2 separate regions of the Siniperca chuatsi genome follow, and region 1 is linked to region 2. The links are chromatin contacts, called in public Hi-C maps. All regions are on one chromosome and are shown on one strand. Each heading gives the region's core, a stretch centred on a gene start, on an enhancer-like site or on the middle of the called end of the contact. The rest is flanking DNA. Distances are from core to core; before and after follow the strand shown.

Region 1 (3,696 bases), core at 691-3,190, 58 kb after region 2:
TATATGTCATTAAGGTGCCATTCCTGTCTCCGGTTTTGACAATATTCATCTTTGGTTGGAAAGCAATGAAGGTTTATTGGCATTATGACCTGTTAAACCACTGCAGTATTTTATGAAGGCACATTTTCCTACAGAATATCTCCCACATACCTGGTGTAATCCATCTAATACATGTAGAATATCAAAATATACATACTTTATATTAACATTACCAGTCTAACATTGAATGATTATGAGTTTTAATCTTATTTTTCAACCTTCCTTAGGAAATAATGCATGTTCATGATTCGGTTAACAACATTCTTTACTTTTAATTTGTACACTTGTATTTTACACAGTATTTAAAGGCACCACTACATAAGTAAAGTTTGTTGTAGTTCCTAAAATTCCCCACATGTAGGCAGGCAAGTACTTCTTTACCATAGTAAGGCCTTGTCGCTCAACCTCATATTCAACCCTAAGGCAAAAAAACACAAACAAAAACAACATACATATTCACTATGAGTACCATTGTTATAACTTGTATATCTCAATGATACACTTTACAGTTCTGGACAAGTTTTGAGAAAACTTGACTGTCAATACAGCTTATAGCCTATTAGCTATATCTGTCCATGTGGAAGTTATTTTGAAAGTCATTCCTTTTCCGGGGGTGCATATCTGTACGGCTCCTTACCCAAGTTTGAGTTGGTTGAGTTTGAGTTTGAGTTTGAAATGGTAGGCTATATCTTATTAGCAACATGTTACTACATTCAGTAGGTTAACTATAGTGTGCAGGTCCACACTACAGAAGTAATTTGTTAAAGTAGCATTCTTGACATTGCTTAAAAACTAATGGCTACAGAACCCATTATGTATATTAAGGTATAAATTAGGACATTGTATGTCAGCATGTGTGCTGTCATATATCTAGGGCAACCATGCCATTTCAGCAGATTCACAGTGCAAAAAGCCTACGTTAAAGCTCAAAAGCTGTGCAATTTTGATGAACTGGTCTATTTCGGATTTGATTTTATGCATAAAATACCCTGAGAACCCAAACAGACAAGACATGTACGGGCAATTACATGACAGAGAGTCGTTCTTCTTCCTTTCTCTCTCTCTTTCTCTCTCACTCACTCACACACACACACACACACACACACACACACACACACACGTGGCATAATTTTACAGTATGATATTATGCCACCTTGTAGAGAACATGACAGAGCGTGTTTCAGATACGGTGCTGTAGTCCACGCCTCATAGCCTCGAGCACTCTTGCAAATGTTGAACTACAATTCAGTTGTGTGGTGGCTATTCTGAAACTGGGTTAAAGGGCACTGCATTTCAACTTTGATCGGAAAGAATTATGGCAGGTTGCGTATCCTGCTCAGTTGCCCTGGTGAGGACAACGCGGCACAGAAACTACCTGTTGTGATAAACGTAGGTGACGACCTCATTATATCCGGTTCATTCTAAAGTATAACCAATCACTTTTAAACCGACGTCTTTGTTAATGCAAAGCAGAGAGTGGAGTCTTATACCAGGTGTGTCATTGACGGAATTTTATTGATTCCTGTACTACTAATCGTCCCTTCTCCGTGTTGGTGACTGTCAGTAGCCTAGTGAGGGCGCGTGTTTTGCGTGTGTTGTGCGAGTGCGTGTGTTGTGTGAGAGAGCAGGACACACGGATGCTTTGCCAGTAATTTCCTCGGTGCCCCGATGCGCTCATTGGTGCGTCCCTCCAACGTGTCACCAGTTTTGGTGGATTACCCCAGATATCTTTACCATCAGGAGGGTGAAACACCACTCATTTCTCTCAACTCCTGTCTTCACGGTGTCCAGCTGCCAACGAGGACCTCTGACATTTGGGGAACTTGTGACTTCCAAAGAACAACTCAGGAAAAAGGATTTGAAGACTTTTATTTGTTCTTTTACGCACGCCGAGCACAAAAATGCATTTATTTATTTCAGAGTCAAGCATGATGCCGTCTTTTTCATTCCCAGCGTTTCTGCTTTTGGCACCCTTGTTGTTGAAGGGTCTCTGTGTCAGTGGCTCCCCGGGCTGCGCGTCCTGTGGCTTGCCGGCCATGGAGAAAGACGCAGAGCAAAGGCTGATGATAGAAATCGCCAAGCAGCAACTTCTGGACAAGCTGCACCTGAAAGAGAGACCAAACATCACTCAGACGGTGCCCCGGGTGGCGCTCCTCACAGCGCTGCGCAAACTGCATTCGGGGCGCGTCAGACAGGATGGTACTCTTGAACTAGAAAACAACATACCTACCAAAGATCAAGGCTATGAAATAGTGAGCTTTGCAGATATAAGTAAGTTTGGTATTCACCTTTTACACGGTTTTTCCCCCCTGTGTGGCACTAAAACACCATATGAGCGCATTTATGTGAGCTTTAGGCGTGTCAGTGCGTAAAATGCACACAAACTAGGGTTCCTTGTTAACTACTTTAGGTTGTTGTACTGTTCCATAAAATGTGGTAAAAGTTTAGGATTGTTGTATCTGTCAACAATTTTTTGATTTAATCATAAAATGTCTATAGGGCTTGTTGCAAGCTTACATTAAGGGTCATCCATAACAAAGGTAAAATGCTTAAAATAGGTGGAAGTAGACTGACATGTCCTTTATTTTTACAAGAATCTGTAGCTTTACTTTTCAAGCATGGTTTAAAATGACTCCCCCTTTGCTTATGTAACACAATCTCTAAAATTACCAAAGTATTAACAGTCTGTGTTGTTCTTCTATAGATGAGACAGAGAATGGTGATAAGGCCAACCTCAGTCTTACCTTCCAGTTTCTGCAAGAACGTGGCCAGAGTATCCAGGTCCTCCAGTCTTCTCTGTGGGTCTATGCTCGCTCCTCTGAGGACCCTCACAGAGACTCCCGCCTCTCTGCCCGGGTTTTCCTCTCTGCAGATGATCGGGTGTCAGGCACAAACCGCACCCTGGTGATAGAAAAGATGCTGGAGGTCCAGGAGAGTAACTGGCACACTTTCCCCATCACCCGCACCATGCAGGCCTTCCTGGATGGTGGCCAGCACCGGCTGCGGCTGGAGGTCAGCTGCTATGAGGATGGGAAGAACCTTTGCTCCCTGGGTGGCTCTGCTAGCTCCCCCAACCAGCCCTTCCTGGTGGCCCAGGTACGTCTCCGTGATGACAACTCCAAACACTTAGTCAGGAAGCGCTCGTTACGTTGTGGTGATGATGTAACCGTGTGCTGCAAGAGAGACTTCTACATCAAGTTCAAGGATATCCAGTGGCATGACTGGATCATTGCACCTGAAGGCTACCATATGAACTACTGCATGGGTCAGTGCCCCCAACATCTGTCTGGCTCCCCAGGCATAGCATCCTCATTCCATGCCACTGTCTTCAGCCAGCTGAAAGTCAACGGCATTAACACGGCTGCAGCTTCATGTTGTGTTCCCACTGAGCGTCGGCCACTCTCTATGGTGTACTTCAACTCTCAGCACAGCATTGTCAAAACGGATGTCCCTGATATGATAGTAGAGTCCTGCGGATGTACATAAAGGACAGACTATGAAAGACATGGTATAGTTAACACAGATTTGTTTTAACACAGGAAACTTAAAAGAATTATGTGTGTATTGTAGACAGACAGAAAGATGCAAACACATGAACACAGGAGATGACAATGGAAGTATTTCTCTGTGTTTAGATTACATTAGGGAAATAGCACA
Region 2 (3,668 bases), core at 908-3,407:
TATGTATACCAAGATGTTGAGTTTCAATGTTTAGCAGTCATTTGCAAGTATATCACATCTGTACACAACTCTGGTTAAATTACAATTTTAATAGTTTTCTTAGCAGACATGTTGTTGTGAGTAAAAATAAATACACTAAGATTAAAAACACGTCATTGGTTCCACTCACAAACTTCTATATTTCTGACTGCTATGATTATCACTGTGCCTAAAGTTTATGTTTATTGCCCTGCACATTGTTTTTACAGTTACAATGATCATTTGAAAATTTTGGACAGTACTGCTAACTCATTTGTATGAATGTGATGTATTCATACATACCTTGTGCTATTCTGCTGTGTGGGTGTGATAACACTGTAGTAGACAGGCATGGGCCCCTGGACAGACTGACTGACTGGTACCATCACCTGCTGCTGGTACTGCTGCTGCACCACCTGCTGATTTTCATTTCCCACTGGTACCTGGACAAGGGTCAAGAGAAAAGACACCATGTAGAAAAATGACAATGGAGAAAAGAAGACGAGACTAACAGAGAAGGATTAACTCAAGACCTGTCATGATGTAATTTTTACATGTGGTCAAATGCTTGTTGCTGTATCTGTATGTCCATTTTTATCTTGTTCAGTTCATGAGCATTTGGAATAGTATCTGGTAAAGTTATTAAGGTCTGAACTATCTGCTGCTTAAACCTACTTCTGCATTAAAAGTATCAGAAAAAGTGCATATTTGTGCACTTTCACACTATTTATGTTTAGTAATTTTATGACTCTGATGTAAGGATTTACAAGATAGACAATAATGTATTCATCATTCACATTGATGTTGATCAAGATTAATGATCAAACTAATACATTTCTTAGGGGTCAGATAACTTTGACTCGTCACCATTAAGTGTGCACCAGATGGAGCTGTTTAACCTGGTAAAGATTAGCCACAGGTATATAGACACTGGTGGGGCTAAAGTTTTCAGCTCACCAGGCAAGGCTCATTTACTCAATGAAACTTATTTTTGTATCCCGTATCACCTATATCCTACAGCTGACTTAAAACTGTCCATACCTGATATGATGGCATCTGTGGGTACTGAACCATTATGCTTTGCATTTGTCCTCCCATGCCTGCCCTCTGGGAATTGAGCAGACCAGGGTTTTGGGGCTGCTGCACACCCATCATGCCCTGGTAGCTCGGCTGCTGGCTGGGCATCATGGTCTGGAGACCTGATGACAACAGACAACAATTGGAGGAAAGATATTAGAGTAGGGTGATAAAGGAAGAGTACAAGACAGGAGACAAAAGAGAAGGAACTATCAAGAAGGATAGTTGGGCCTTTGCCTTTGAGGGGAAAATCACTGTATAAACAGGACAGAAGTAGAGTTGACTTCAACAAACACAGACCACAGCAGTTTTCAGATTATGGTGCTATGAGTAATCTTTGCTCAAAGGCCAAAACTGAGGCAACTTGGACGATGGCACACAAAAACACAAATTTCTCTGTACTACCTTTATACTTTTTTTTAGGTTTATATACCATGCCTTGATTTCATAAAAAAGTGGATGTTAGTAGCACTTTATTTGCACAAAATCAATGGTTTCACAATACATATGTATTTGTAGAGGCACTCTGAAGCCAAACACACCATTTTTCCATAAATCATTTTCCAGGACCAAGTTTTTCTTGACAATACAGGACAGCACTTGCTCCTAAACATCAGTCATATAATTTACCGGTAGGCCTAGTATTGACTCTCAAGTGCCTCAAGTTCATTACAGGTGACGGCTACACCCATCACTGCTAACTGTACAATAAGGTCATCTGGACTCCTCTTTTTGTTAGACCTGATCAGCACTGCTTTTTTTTTTTGTTTTTTTTATAACTTAGAAAGCACCACTCACACTTACACTTTCTTGAATTGTGGCAGTTACAATACTCACTCCAAACACTGGCTTATACGCCAGGTCCCTCATATGAACATGTTCATATGAACAACATCATAAGGTGTGTGTTATTGTCAAAGCATTGTTTAACAGGTGGTATTTTAGTGGGTTGTTACCATAGACTGTATAAATTATGGATGTAGTCTCCGTGACATCACCCATAGGTTTTTGAAGAGCCACTGTGAAGCTCAGTGCTGTGGTTCCGGCTGACACCATCCTGGCAGTGCCTGAATCTGCTGGCTCCCGGCTAATCCAAAAATGGGCAAAGAGGTGGAGTGTGGATGGAGCTGAGGTGGGCGTAAAAGAAGCCTTGTTTGCTAAACCCAGCCAACTGTGATGGCACCCAGCTGTCACACAAAGCGACCATGTCTTTAATTATGCATAACTTTAGGCCTCAATATAATTTAAGCGGATGAGTTGTCATGAACGGGGAAACTAGCTTTAGAGACCAAAACAGTATTTTTTTGGTCTTTAACATGGGAGCTTCTGGAGATTGACTCGCTTTTGGAGCCAGACTCAAATGGCCATTTAAGGTACTGTTTTTGGCACTTCCGTGTTGGCTTCATTTTCAGCCTCTGAGGTTGCTGCTTGGTTGTTACATGCACCTCCTAGTAGCCGATAGCTGTATTGATGTAGATGAATAAAATCTTATTTTAATTTTAAGTTCAATTTACCTTTGTCAAACAAATAACTACTAACACAGCAAAAAAAAAAAAAAAAAAAAACAACTCAAGAGTTAAAAGAAAAATGAGAAAGGGTCATTTTTAACACAGCAGATCTCTGTTTCTAAAAACAGGCTCACTTAAGAAATTTGTTCCAATTTTGGATGCAACTTGGGGTAGAGTTACACTCTCAGAAGTTGATGGTTGGACCTCACTGCTCCTTTGACTTTCTGCCACTGTTGCCTGCCTGCCAGCTTCAGAATTTGGGGTGGGAGGTTGATTGATGAAATCAGTCATTCGTGGCTCACTGACTTGAAGTGACCTTCTTGTGTCCCTGTCCTTTGGCATGGCTTTTATCAGCAGACGTGCCCATGTTGCCTACATCAAATGTTTTCTTGCATGTCTTGCAGTATGCCTGGTGTACATCACCTGCCACATGTCCTATCCAGTCCCTGAACTCAGGATTGTCCTTCCATTCCTCCTTAAACATACACCTCCTTGACATTCTGCCCTGCCTCACTCACTTCTGTAATTAGAAATAAATAATCTGAATTAACCATTATATCATATTTTCTACTAAATGTTCTATTGCCATGGCAAAGTTTCACATAGAATTAAGTGCAAAAATCTAAATTTGAAGAAACTGAATTGCATAATCTGTACATTTTCAACACACACAGACACACACAGACAATTAAAAAAAGCCTACATCTATCCAAGTTACAGCCATGTCTAGTCTTAAGTGAAAGAACATAGTAATATATTGAAAAAATGATTGTAAATATTCAAGTGTCATACTTGTCTATCGTCTTTCAGTTGGTTAGAAAGTGTCTTAAGGCGGCAATCTTATAATCGCATGCAGGACTCGATTGCGCCTTTGACAGCTCTGGGAGCCTAGACTGGAGTTGAGACAGCTGAACTCAAACTTACCGGCTGGCTGACATTAGAATATGTCATCAAGTAGTTTAAGTCAAAAGATCCGGTTCACCCAAACATTAGCAAAACACTCCAGTTTCATTAAAAGACTTCCGTGGTAACATTTGCTGCTTTATGTTGACGGCGCTGGCCGCC

Evidence for each region. Hi-C and Micro-C count contacts between places; a contact is called where the count stands out from the background.
Region 1: a Hi-C map of liver shows a contact between it and region 2, with 1.8 times the contacts expected there. The contact joins the promoter of LOC122865460 here to the enhancer-like site in region 2. A contact is called at or near these places in 2 of 3 Hi-C or Micro-C datasets (liver and skeletal muscle).

The regions. Positions count from the first base shown.
Region 1 is chrLG2:12,654,133-12,657,828 of ASM2008510v1, forward strand. LOC122865460 (inhibin beta B chain) reads left to right here and starts at 1,941. Exons shown (of 2, transcript XM_044173915.1): 1 at 1,941-2,310; 2 at 2,744-3,696. The coding sequence starts at 1,941. The coding sequence ends at 3,525. It overlaps LOC122865467 (a long non-coding RNA gene), which reads right to left. Exons shown (of 6, transcript XR_006375489.1): 6 at 3,378-3,509.
Region 2 is chrLG2:12,595,909-12,599,576 of ASM2008510v1, forward strand. It overlaps LOC122861363 (R3H domain-containing protein 2), which reads right to left. Exons shown (of 26, transcript XM_044165750.1): 19 at 1,060-1,217; 20 at 322-461. Among protein-coding and RNA genes, the nearest start is that of LOC122887580, 18 kb to the left of the region's middle. Within about 2 kb of position 2,158, the one cell type or tissue checked has an H3K27ac peak away from gene starts, as active enhancers do. A contact at or near this core is called in liver, where this site is marked.